Regions from separate parts of the Columba livia genome. Here region 1 is linked to region 2. A link is a contact called in public Hi-C data. All regions are on one chromosome and are shown on one strand. The core of a region is the stretch at or near the end of the contact, and the rest is flanking DNA. Distances in the headings are between cores, read along the strand shown.

Region 1 (6,505 bases), core at 1,254-3,753, 270 kb after region 2:
CACGCTCTAGTAGGTGCTCCACAGGGATGCACTGAAGAGTAAATGCAAAGCATCACTCCCTGCACTGAACAGAAAAAGGCCTCAGGCCACTAGGCAGAGGCAGACAGAGAACTTTCTGCTGGCTGGAACAGGGCAGGATGTTGGGCAGATACTGGCAAGCAAAACAGCAAGGGGACAAGGAAGAGTCAGTGATCTAGATTTATTTCATGCTGGCAAACTCTACCAAGCCGTATCAGTATACCTCATTGTATGCTTTACCTTTTCCTTACTTTAAAAGGACCATTGGATATAACATAGCGAGCATGGGGAAATGAATACTTAGCACTCAGATTTCAGCATCTACTTGCGCAGTGTCCATTGGCACATGCGCTAGACCCAGTGAGCCAAGACACTTATTGTGTAAACTTCCAGGATTAAGGTTTTAATGCAGGCAAATGCTGGTCAGGTTTTGCTGGAGCAGCTCTCCCAGTGTTGCTGTGAAACACTGCAGCGCTGAGATGAGTAGTTACACCAAAACAGTTGTTAGCCAGATGAGAGGAAACCAAACTTGCTCCACAGCCGCAGGCTTCGTTGAAGCCAGAAACCACTCGGTCACTGTGGCTTGTGACAAAAGCCTTCCTCGTGTATGAGCAGAGGTGGGCAGTGATGCTTTGTTTAGTGCTGAAGATTTTTCCGAAGATTCATATTGTCTAATTACTGCCTTTTAAAAGTTGATGTTTAAGGCACATTCTTTCCCTAGTCAGCAAAAATAAGCACTTTAAGTGGGTCCCATCTGAAGAGAAGTGTTTAAGATGAATTGCCCTCTGACTCTCTTACCTGCCTAATGTCTAATGGGTTTGATCCAGCCTGTTTCAATTTTGACCTATGCAGTCAGAAGCTTTAGACATTAGTCCAGTTACGCTGGGTTAACAGTGCTTACAACTCACATTTTCCCACTTATCTGTGAAAAGCAGAGATTTATGTAGCTCAGCTGATATGCTCAGTAAACCAGAGCAACTCAACTGAGTGTCCAAGAATGAGAAATTAACTGCGGTTTATAGAATACCCAAGGATGTATCTCCCAATATTGACAGTTTATTACTTTCAGGACGTAACTAGTCAATATTTATCATAGCTAGTTAACTGATTGTGGAGTAGGAAAGGAACTTCGAAAGCCATCTCATCCATCTTTGGCTGCAGCTACCTGTGTGTAGATGTTTATGCCTTCAAAGATCTCCATTATTGGAGGTGTACTGGCCTAATGCTTCATCATCTCTGTAGTCTGGAAGCTCTTGCTAAGCTGAAGTGCAATCTCCCATGTCTTTCTGGATGCTTGTTTAGCACTTCAGCATAGGTAATTAAACTAGTGTATTAATGGACAACAAAATAAAGCAAAAAATCCCAAAAGGTGTTTAAGCGGACAAGAGAGGAGAAGGGAGGCTTCTGGTACATCCGCAGCCACAGCTGTAGGTAGATTTTGGCAGGGACAAGACAGTGACTGTCTGCAGCATTAAAGAGATGTTTTAGGAGGCGCTCTGTTTGTGGAAGTAATGTTGAAGCATTAACCTTTTTTTTTTAAGCTAGTTTGCTTGAAAAAGCTTCAGAGGACTTTTGAAGGGCCCAACCAGCTCAAGTTAATGAAAAATATTTGATTATATAGTGATTTTAAAAAGTAAGGAGAGTGTCAGCAAGATCTTTTTATACCTGTGCAAGACTCCCTCTTGTTTTGTGTTTTCAGTTTTGTGACCTGGTATTTGTTCAGTAGGAGTGATAGTCCCTTGGTGTTATAGGTGGGAAGGAAGTTGTTTTAATGCTCATTCACAGCCAAGAGTTTTCTGGGAGGGTGCAAATTCTCCAAAAGCTCATTAAATTGTTACCTTCATCCCCGACCACACGCTGCAAACCATTTCCCCCTGGTCTTAATGTCAACGACTGTTCAGGCTTATTATTATAGAGCAGATCACAAGATATAACGTGCTGCTAACGTCGCTGCTGTGGGCTCCAAACAGCTCGTCACAAATATGGAAAGCTTGGGGCCCACATACCTATTATGGTTCTTGTTACTCCGAACTGCTTTGCTGCCAGCTCAGAATTTCCAGGCAGCACAGGGTCCATTCACCAGCGTCTCTCTCTGCTGGCACAAGGGATTATTAAACGCACGATGCTCAGCAGGATGGTTCTTGTCATTAGCCAGGATCTCCAAGCAGAGAAACCTCTTCGTCTGTCATTTCAAGGACTCTGGGTTTTTTTGCTTAGCACACAGATACATAAATAGAGCTCTCCTTAAGATATCAAAGCTGGTTTAGGTCCTATTTGTGGCAGCAGCTCCATAAATCCATAAATGCAATCTGTTGTGTGTCTGCAGCTTCTTTCACCCAAGTGTTTGAGAAAGCTTTACCACAGAACATGTTGCATTGTTAATTGCAATTATCCTGGTAGCCTAAATGACAAGACTGAGACACTGGAGACTGAAGTGCTGCCCAGACTAGCAGCACATGTCAATGTGAGCCTTGCCTTGCTTCCTCCAAACTTGCTTTCCCAACAGCTGGACCACGCTGCCTCTGAAGAGCGTGGCAGTGCCAATAGTCTTCAGGGTCCTAGCAGAGCTTTCAATAAACAATTTAAATAGTGATTTTAGTGTATATCTTGTGCTGCGACTTCTCATTGCTTCTGAATCAGAAGGGCTTTGAGTCTAATAGAAACCACTCGCTGCTAATAGAGGGAAGCAAGAGTTCTGCTTGTGGTCGGAGGCACAGGGAGGTTTGGGTGATATTGAGGGTGTGGATTCCTGAAAAGCCAAGGCATGTGGTGGCTCCTCTCAGCGTGTTGGTATGAGACTTAGAGGCAGCACATGGTCTGTATAGCCCTGGGCAGGCTCTTGACCGACACATGCACTTCTTGCATTCAGGAGCCCAGTGTTTCCATGCACAAAATGAGTGGTGACATGCAAGAACATACTGTCTTTTCCCCTTATCCAGGCTACAAATGAAAAAAAGCCAAGATTTCCTAGAATGATATTTCTATCTGGTGTTGTAATGTTACATTTGTATACTTGCATGTAATAACATTTCTAAGCTAGTTTGACAGGGTATCTGGTCTCACCGTGTCAGGATGAGATCTCAGAGTCTGAGCCTGGAAAGATGTTCCTCATTATTAAGAAGAAGGAACTGGACAAGAAGAGGTCAGGGAATAATGGAAGGGGGCTACAGAGTTTAAACAATGTAAATGTTGTTTTTCTGCATGGAGTGCTCTGTAGCTTTGCCTAAGTTAGACAGAACTCCTTGTATCTCATTTTCTTCAGATGTACCACAGGGGAACACAACCCAAGTTGTAAAGGGAGATCTGTGTATAATTTTTAGCCAAGTATCCCCAAAGTCTTTCACAAACAGAAAGTCAGGTTCAAAACAAGCTCAGCTGGTCTGGGTAGAAGGAAACACACAGAAATAGCATCCCCTGCTCCTGGAATGTACCCGTGTCTGGGACTGAATGTTACAGCAGCGCTTTGTCACAGCCTGGCACAGCAGTTTGCAACAGGGTAGAGAGATCAGCACTGCGTACCTTTTGAAGAAGCAATGGAATTGAAAATTTGAAGAATGTAATTTACCCAGGCTGGAGCTGGGACATTTTCTTCGTAACAAGCTTTATTCCTTCAGTCTGCACCCATCGTTGACAGCTCTTCTCTCACAGTGTTTTGTGCCCTTTTGCTATTGGGGCAGAAGACTGATTCCAGAGACACTGTGTTGTCAGGCCAGGCAGCTCCAGAAGCAGCTGTGAGCAAAGCATCTGCATCTAGCTGTTGTCTGCATCCAGCTGTTTGCACATGGGCATCGCAGCTACCGCAGTGCCTGGCTGGGTGCATGTAGTGACTTCCCAGCCATGGGAAATACTTAGACAAACCTACTTTGAAGTGTGCATCCCCCAAAACAGCTGATGCAGTGTGGGACTGAGACCAACAACTTATTCCAGATGCCACCAGGCAATCCTGAGCTCCTAATGATTCCCAGCCATCACTGGGCTGGATACAACCACAGTTGGTAACTTGGGACTGAGGCGGTTTCTTCTTCTCTTGACTAATTCCCTCTGCTATTTAGACCTGTATACCTTGTTTTGCTAAACAATATTGCTTGGACTTCCCAGACCCTTTCTCCAGAAAGATTCAGCTTTTCTGGAAAAAGTTCAGACAGGAATGTTTACTGTTATTTGCAGCAGCAAACAGGTAAGAAATCAAATGCAAAGATTCATAATACAGATCAGCAAAAGGCAGGAATGAAACAGTTGCCTGAGGAAATATCCTAACAAACCAGAAAGATGTTTCAAAATGATCGTTTGTGAGTCACTTAATTTTCTCTTCAGCATAGCTGTGCCCTAAGGAATAACTATCTAAATTTAATTCCTCTTAAGTAAGAGACATTTACCTATGGGGAAAGGATGCCAGATGATTTTTATTCCTCTTCCTTGGGGACAATGACATGGCTCTGAACATATTCAGTGGTGCCCAACCTTCTGCAATGCTGAGTGGTTTATTTTATCAGCTACAAAAAACATGTAGTGAAAGGATCACTGCCTTACTTTGAAGCATCATTCCCGGGCAGAACTGAATGGCAGAAATGATGCTCCTCTTACAGCCATCTTGTTTCTTAGCAAAGGTGTGGTTATATTAAATTAAGCACGCTGAGGAGACTCATTCTTCATGTTATCTTATTGAATTTTTGAGGGTCAGGAAGATTACTTCCTTTTTAATAATAAAAATTGTATTAGCTGAACAGAGCATATTTGATGTTGCCATGAGTAAATCTGGGAGATGAAGCAGATTGAGTAACTACTTGGTAGCTAGGAAAGCTTATTTGTTTAATTATTTCTCACCTTCTTACTCAGTAGCCTCAGCTGTCGGTGATGGTGAGAAACAGACCCTGCAGAAGCAGCAAAGAACAGGGTTGTTCCAGGACAATGGGAAGAAGGCTGTGCCACGAATCACTGCTTCAGAGAGCTGATAAAGTGGTGTTAGTCAGAATAACAGAGCAGCCTAGAGGTGACTCATCAATGAAAATAACTGGGTAATTAGCAGCAGTGAATATTTATTTAAGAAAAAACCAAATCTCTTCAAATTAACCTGCTATCCAGTTGCGTTGACAGTTTATGGGCAGATGTTAGTTAATTGGGGTGACATTGAGGAGAGCCACATGAGTGAGTGGGAGCTGATCTGCTTCCCTAAAGATGAGGGACTCAAGGAGAACCACAAGGAGGGAAAGGGCAGTTTGGATATGAGCTTCTATAGTCAGAAAGATGTAACTGTGTGCAGGGGCTGTAAGCTGAAACTGGTCAAATTCAGCCTCATGAAGAAGGGCATAGTGGATGAGTTCTTAACCCTTGTGGTGATTCTCTCCCATCACTGGTTGTTGTTTGTGTGGTTGGGTTTTTTTGTAGATCAGGTACTTATCTAACAGGAATGCTGCAGCTCAACCAGGACTTAATTGAAAGACATGCTGTATCCTTTGACTCACATGGGAAAAGGGTCCTTCTTGGCCTTGCATGGTATCAACCACAGGTGAGCACAAACCACAGGGTTCCAGTCTGGGAGCTGAGTCTTGTACTCAGGATGGTGAGTTTGGGGGTTTAAGTATGATACAAAATTAGTGCATTATAACATGTTTGTTCCTTTTGTTTTGCCTCAGGACACTAACTGTGGGAACACCATGATGTGTTTGGCTTCTTCTCGGTCTCAGGAAGCAGCCTACGTCTCAGAGACAAGATGGCATGTGAAACATTTCCTATTTTCAAGCATTCCCTGTTGGGGTACCAGGTGAGTCCATCCTGCAGTCATACAGAGCTATGCCACTAATTCCATGTGGGTAGCGGTCTAGCAGCACAGCGCTTGGTGGGGAAGAATGGATTATATTGCTTGTAATACCTGGGAAAGCCAAGCGATGTAAATATACCCAGATGTGGAAAACATGCCCTTGGTCTTATTTACCATCTTGCTCTGGGAGCGCTGTGAGGTGTTCCCGTTCTGTGTTATCAGTTTGTGTGGGAATGGGCCTGTTTGTGAGAATAATCACCACGTACGCAGAGGGCCTGGGTGCACATCCGTGGAATGAGGCAGCTGGATCCCATCCCTGGCTTGCACTGGTATTTTCTGCTGTGTGAAGGCATTGGCACCACGAAATGTCAGGTCTCAAAATGGAAATGGCCCGGCATTGTTTAGGACTGATTCCAGGAAATGCCTCTTGGATAGAAACACTCTCGCTGCCCCTTGTCCATGACCACGTGAGGAAAAGTATCTAAAATAGGTCATTGTTATGCACGGAGAGAGCCCTGTTCCCTAAGCTCCCTTGGTTTCCAAGTAAACGAGCTTTGGAGGTAAGTTAGCAAAAAGAGGCTGATTCATTAGCAGCGAGGGAAATCTGTGCATTGGAGGGGTGCCCAGCTGCCCAAAGGGATTTACGTAGCGACATGCTCCTCAAATCTTAACAAGCTGAGTGATACACACACAGGCTTGAACTATATCACAATCACATGCTTGCTCGGA
Region 2 (6,240 bases), core at 785-3,284:
CAAATTTTGGGTGGTAGCTGGCAATGCTTGCAGGGGAGGAGAGAAGCTACATGTCTTCTCCCTGGATATCAAACATAATTTTAATTGGCAAATACTTTTATTTCCTTCCCTCCAAGCCTGAAATACATTTTTAAGATATTATTTTATTTACCTTAGACGTACTCAAAGCGCCAGCTAAGTGCACCAATCTCCCTTCATTCTGCTGAGACACACTGTGGATGTTATCAAGAGGGATCACAAGAGAAAGTCCCTCATCAAGAGATTTGGCTGTCCTTAAAGCTCGCCCCTGCAAGTAAGAAAAGCAAAATCAAGTTGTGAAGAATCGATGGCACAGAACTTGGCAGTTTTCCTTACCTTACCATCCTATTACAGTGTGCTTTTTCCTGCAAAGTCACTGAAATTTGTAGTAGTAATTTTTCCTCTTTAGAGGTATAAAAGGAAGTCTTAAGTGAAAATTCACAGAATTCTGCTCCCCTACTCCAAAACTGCCAAAAGTGTGTATGTTTGCAACAGTAGGGTGTTAGGATTCCCTACTTAATCTAATCATTTTTTCAGTCTAAAACACGAGACATAATATAACAGTTTTGCCACGTAGAGCATGAATTCCTTTAACACAGTTATAACAACACTAGAAATGAGGATGTTATGTTATCCCAAGAAAAGAGAAAAGACTGGAACATGTCTGGCTCATGCCACCCTCTTTCAGTGATACTACAGGCTCTTTCTGCACCAGCTCACAGGTTTTGGATCTTATCTCTCATCACACGCTGCCAGAGTCTCTACCACGCTCAGTTCTACAAAAAGACTGTCTGTGGCCCAATGATTTTACTCTCTGTTATATCCCAAGTATAAGCACCAGGTTCTCCAAACATAGCATTCATTTCTTATGTGTGGAGTAATAAATACTTGACATGACCATTTTAGTAAGCGTATAAACACAAAACTAGTTGAACATCACCTCAGCTGTGACATTTTAAAGCTGTGCATAAACACTGACAGTATTTCACTTACTTCATTGGTAAAAAGAACGTAGAAAGACAGAAGAAATGTCACAAGTCCTATCAACATGCCTCCAGAAGTCTCGCTGAGCCTCTCCAGGAACCCCGGTTTGGCCTCACTTGTGACTTTGACATGTTCTTTTCTGCTGCCTGTGTCAGAGAACTGTTGGAGATAAACCCAAAAGGCAATATTTGGATTACAGGGAAAGGCAAAATATGTCTTTTAGCTTTGGTAATACTGCTGCTTTACAAAGTAGCACTTCTTGCCTTGGACCAAAACTTTCCTACACTTATTAAATGCCTCATTACACTTTTGATACTGGAAACACAGTCAATAAATAGAACTCAAGCCTAACGGAAAAAACAATTGCAATGACAGTTGTTCAACATGTTCCTTCAAGCTTTTTTCAGTCTGTCTCTAGGTTCCCTATTTGGTGTCCACACCCCACATCCAGCCCCTGACAAACTGAGTAATACTCCTGAATTCCAGACTGACTGAAACATAGCTATAAATAACAAGTACCATGTTACCTCCCCGATGGTAAGTGCCTGCATACTTTAAAATAATTGCATCTAGAGCAACAAGACGAGATAACTTAAAACAAAATTGTCGTCCTGGCCAGTGCCATGTTAAAGCATGAAACCCCCAGGGGTTATCTCTGTGTACACTGGCTGTGGGAAATAACCAAGAAGTAACTTCAGATTAGCACACGCAGCCAAGACAGGGGTTTGAGGATTCTCTTTTGATCGCCTCAGGACGTGAGGCGGGCTGGGACAGCGGCCCCGCTGCGCAGGGCCCCTCGCCTCAGCGAGCGGGAACAGGCCGACGCAGGGACCCGCCACACGCACCGCGGAGTAACGCCAGGACCAGCCCAAGCCGCACTTACATTCCTCGACATCTTGAGCCTCTTGCCCTCGCCGAGTACCACCCCGGAGAGCCCGCAGCAGCCACCGCAAGAACCCCGAAGCCGAAGCCGCAGCCGCGCCCTCCGCCCCAGGGCTCACCCGGCGCGCCCGCCGCCGCGCAATGCATGCCGGGACATGTAGTTCCTCCCGGACATGGCCGTGCGCGGGGCATTCTGGGAGTTGTAGTCCAGCGCCTCACGGAGCGGGTAGCTCCCTCTCTCGGGCCGCCATCGGCAGGAGGTGCGTCAGCGGCCGCCGGCGGGCAGGGAAGGCGCTTCCGGAGGCGGGGGGTCACCGCGTGGAGCAGCGCGCTGCTGCCCGGTGCTGTGGCGGCGGTAGAGGAAGAGCGGAGCGGGCGGCGGGGGTCAGTGTGCGCGCGCGCCGCCAGGCACCGCACGGCTCCGCCATGTCCTACTGCAGGCAAGAAGGTGCGCACGGGTGTCCCCCCAATGTCACGCCGCGGGGACAGGCCGGGCGTGCTCTCCATGAGGCGTTTATGGGACGGGGGAGCGATGTGGGGCGGCTGTCCGCTCACCTCAGCCCCTGAGGGGAAGGCGCAGCCTGAGGGGAGGAGAGGCCGCGGGCTGCGTGTGGCGGCGGGAGGAGCTGCTTCGACTGCTGCCTCCGACCTTTCTCCTCACGGGAGGCGGGAAGGCGGTTTGGGCCGTGAGGCGTGAGAGGGCGTTCAGGGGCCCGCGGGTGCCCCTGGGCCGGGCGGGGTGAGGAGATGCTGCCCTGCAGGGTGTTGAAACATCCCCGCGAAATGGCCGCGAAATGCGCACCGCGGGGCGCGGAGTTCAGCCCGCCCGGCTCCGCGATGGGGCGGCTGAGCTGTTGGGGCGGAATCCTCCCGCAGGGGTTACATTTCTACCGAGTTAGACTAAGTGGCCAGAGGTGTGGTTTGTGGTTGGCTTTTTGTTTTGTGTTTTTTTTTGTTGTTGTTTTTTTTCCTTTTTTTAAACTTTTTAAGGCAAACACTGTAGGTGGACAAGGTGAGTAGAGTAGGGATGTTATATATCTGTATCGATGCGAAGTGTTATATGGGTTGTATATGTGAGGCTTGACCACTTCGTATCCTGGGAGATCCGTGCCTCCCCCCCACCCCGTTAATTAACGTACAGTGACAAAAAGTAAAGTTTCAAACTGGAAAAAAGCCATACTATAGCTCTAAATGCCACTTGGAAATTAAAAACTTTGGCACACTGACTGTTGATTGTAAACTGTGGCGAGGTGGTTATGACCTATGGACATTTATATTTTTAGTTTTTTTATTTTAACAACATCTTGGATCTTTGTGAGATCTGTAAGCTGTCTTATGGCACCCTGTGAAATTACAGTGACAGAGGTTGGAGTTTAAATATTTCTAGACGTATATTCTGTATAATGATTGGGCAGTCTACATTGTGAAGTTTGTTGGAGTGCTATGCAGAGTTGACAGGAAACTGCTAACCTTTTAAAAAGGGCTTCGTTTTATCTGTTTTCTCAGACATGTTTAAATGCATATTGGTTGCTGAGCAAAGTAAAGGGAATTGCTGAACATGTGCTAGTTGAGGTCACATTGAGGGACAAGAAGATACTAATTTCTAATATGCCGAGTCACTGTAGTGGCCTTTTTGAATTTGGAGAATGAAAGGAAGTTCTTGAGCAGCTCACCATTTTTTTTTCCACTCAATTAACACTCAGTTGTGTTTTCAGAAGAGTTCCAGCCAGCTGTTCTTTTCTGCTGTGTCTGCCTCAGTGTTCTTCATAGTTTCACAAAGCTGTTAGAAAACTGCTCAGGTTTCCAGACCAGCTTCCCCCAACGCAGCCACAGAACTTTGTTAAATCAAGATATGCTGAGTTGTTTTTCTGTCTTTGGTAATGTTCATAGTAGCTTTCAACACAGTTAGTTTTACACTGTTAAGGTCCTCTTCAGTATTTAATTCAGATAATTACTGGAAAATATTACACTAGTCTTTAATAGAGGGTACTATTATTAAAAAGTATCCTATTGAACACTTTCCTGTAACTTAGTGTAGCTTTTCTTTCACTCTGCCTTTTATTTTTGTCTAACCCCTTGGTCCAGGTTAGTCCTGGAGTACTTTGAGCTTGTTTAGAAACAGTTTTTTAATTTCACAGTTCAATGAACTACACTGTGATCTACAGCTAGTACAGTATGTTGCTGTGGAAATAGGAGCTTTAGAAGAATAGAATTTCGGTTGTGTACGTGTTCTTCTGAACCCACAACTGTTCTGATTGAAGGTGATTGACAAGTACAACAGAACTCATTCACTGTTAATATTAATGCATCATACTATCTCATTACCTTGTGGTGTTCAGCAGGTTTATAAATGACTTGTGTCTTGGCTTTCTCTGAAATTTTGCTTGTTGTCTCTTATATGGTAGGAAAAGACAGAATTATATTTGCAACCAAGGAGGACCATGAGACACCCAGCAGTGCTGAGCTGGTTGCAGATGACCCTGATGACCCTTATGAAGAACAAGGTCAGTAGTAAGTAGAAGAACTGAAGGAGTGTTATGTTACATATATCATGTTCTAACAATTCTAACAAAAAACCTTGTATGAAGTAGGAACAAATTATTCCTTTTTAAAGACTGAGGGCAGCTGTTTTTTCAGTAGATAAACACCCAAACTCTCAGAAGTTTTACCTTCCAAAATAAGACATCACAAAGAACATGCTTCTGTTAGAGTGATTATTTTTCTTTTTCAACATTTTCCATGATCTTTCAACGTGGTCTGTTCAAATGCATCAGTTGATGGCTTGTAGTTTTGGTTAGTAGCCAGAGATAGCCAGAAAAAACCTTTCCTTCCTTTCTTTTATTAATAAAGTTAGAGCTTAACCAGTGAAATTTATAGTTGTTTTTTCGCTGTTTTAAATGACGAATTGCAATTTTCACAGAAGCTGAAGTGAGTTACGTACCAGTGTCATTGATGGGAGTTGCTCACCTGTCTGCATGCAGCAGAAATTGCTTAATTTGGTGATCTCTGAATATGCATTTTAACAACAATTATATCTGACCAATCCTGTACTATACTAGTAGCAACATAATCAATAACTGGTAGTAATATCTTTCAGTGGTATGTGACAGATAAGTTCAAATTACTCAGTTTTCAGTTGTAACCATCTTGCCTTGAAAATAGTAAGTTAAATTTTCAGTGAAGATTACAGTTCTTGTATGAAGTATATCTAACCTTTAAGAGAGCAGAATATTTCTGAGATCAAGACTTGTAACGTTCTGATTGCACAGAGCATATTTTACGTTGTTCCTAATGGGTAAATGAAATAATCTTCCTATCGTGATGATTAAATAAATTTTGCCCTATGTTGACTAATTGTCATGAACATCTGTGAATTTGTTTGTTTTGTTTTTTTTTCTCCTAATTGCCTTTATGCTTATATATCTTTTAGCCTTTTTGTGTGAAGTGGTCTCACTGCTTTCACCTCAGCTTAGATAGAAGTAAATGCTTCACCCTTTTTGAAATTTTGAAAGTGAAAGTTATGCAGGTGGCTCTGTGACCTGTAGAGGGCAGTATTTAAGCACAGTTCACAGCTGGAGCACACAGGGTCACTTTCTTAGCTGATATGGTATGTAGTTAAATTTGAACCATATTGTTCTGCAAGGTAGGTTCAAGTTAGCATTTCATATTACAGTGTATCTATGAGTTCACTGTATGTACCTTTTAGCAGCTGTGGCTGATGGAAACAAATTAAGAATTCATTTGCAGCAGTTTTGAAATAGCGTTCCTGCTGTAAAACTTATGGAACTGCACCTCAAACACAGATGGTTGCTGTCCTCTCCTTTCTCTGTTTCTCCAGGCTTGTTCCTGTTCTGTTATTTTAGAGACGGTTTTCAAGTGGTTTCCACAGAGGATTGTTGAAGCAAAAACCCTAATTCTTTTAAGAAAAAACTTGATGAATGATCAGATGTACAGGAGGGGTTTTATGACTGATGATGCCCCTTTCAGTTGTGCTTCCTATGTGCATGTCATCTTACATTGTGAATCATTGACAGATAAATTGGTTATTGGAACTTTTGCCATATAACAGGGAAGAAGCTTCTCAGAACCACAGGACAACTTCATTACAGCAAGTACAAAGACAAGTGATTAGGTTGTGTGATGTCAGCAGTTAATTGCTAATGCAAGCCTTGATTTGCTATGATGTAAACAGAATTGTTTTTGCTTCCCCAAGCCCAGGCTCAAGTAGATTATGACCCACTGGATCAGTGAGGTTCAGGCTGCATTTGAAAGAAGTTTCAGTTAATTTTTAATTAAAAATAGTAATCCCATCTATTGCAGACTTGCAATTCAGGGAGAGTGATGGATTAAATCTGT

What was found. A called contact is a pair of places that touch in the nucleus more often than the background predicts.
Region 1: a contact with region 2 is called in a Hi-C map of crop, with 4 times the contacts expected there. The contact joins the enhancer-like site here to the promoter of TMEM43 in region 2. A contact is called at or near these places in 2 of 2 Hi-C or Micro-C datasets (crop and liver).

Annotation. Positions count from the first base shown.
Region 1 is chr10:19,319,463-19,325,967 of bColLiv1.pat.W.v2, forward strand. SLC41A3 (solute carrier family 41 member 3) reads left to right here. Exons shown (of 13, transcript XM_065075636.1): 2 at 5,652-5,779. Among named protein-coding and RNA genes, the nearest start is that of SLC41A3, 13 kb to the left of the region's middle. Within about 2 kb of position 2,504, at least 1 of the 3 cell types and tissues checked has an H3K27ac peak away from gene starts, as active enhancers do.
Region 2 is chr10:19,046,297-19,052,536 of bColLiv1.pat.W.v2, forward strand. It overlaps TMEM43 (transmembrane protein 43), which reads right to left and starts at 2,035. Exons shown (of 12, transcript XM_005507538.3): 1 at 1,886-2,035; 2 at 1,012-1,161; 3 at 152-286. The coding sequence starts at 1,897. CHCHD4 (coiled-coil-helix-coiled-coil-helix domain containing 4) reads left to right here and starts at 2,015. Exons shown (of 3, transcript XM_065075629.1): 1 at 2,015-2,144; 2 at 4,290-4,388. The coding sequence starts at 2,030.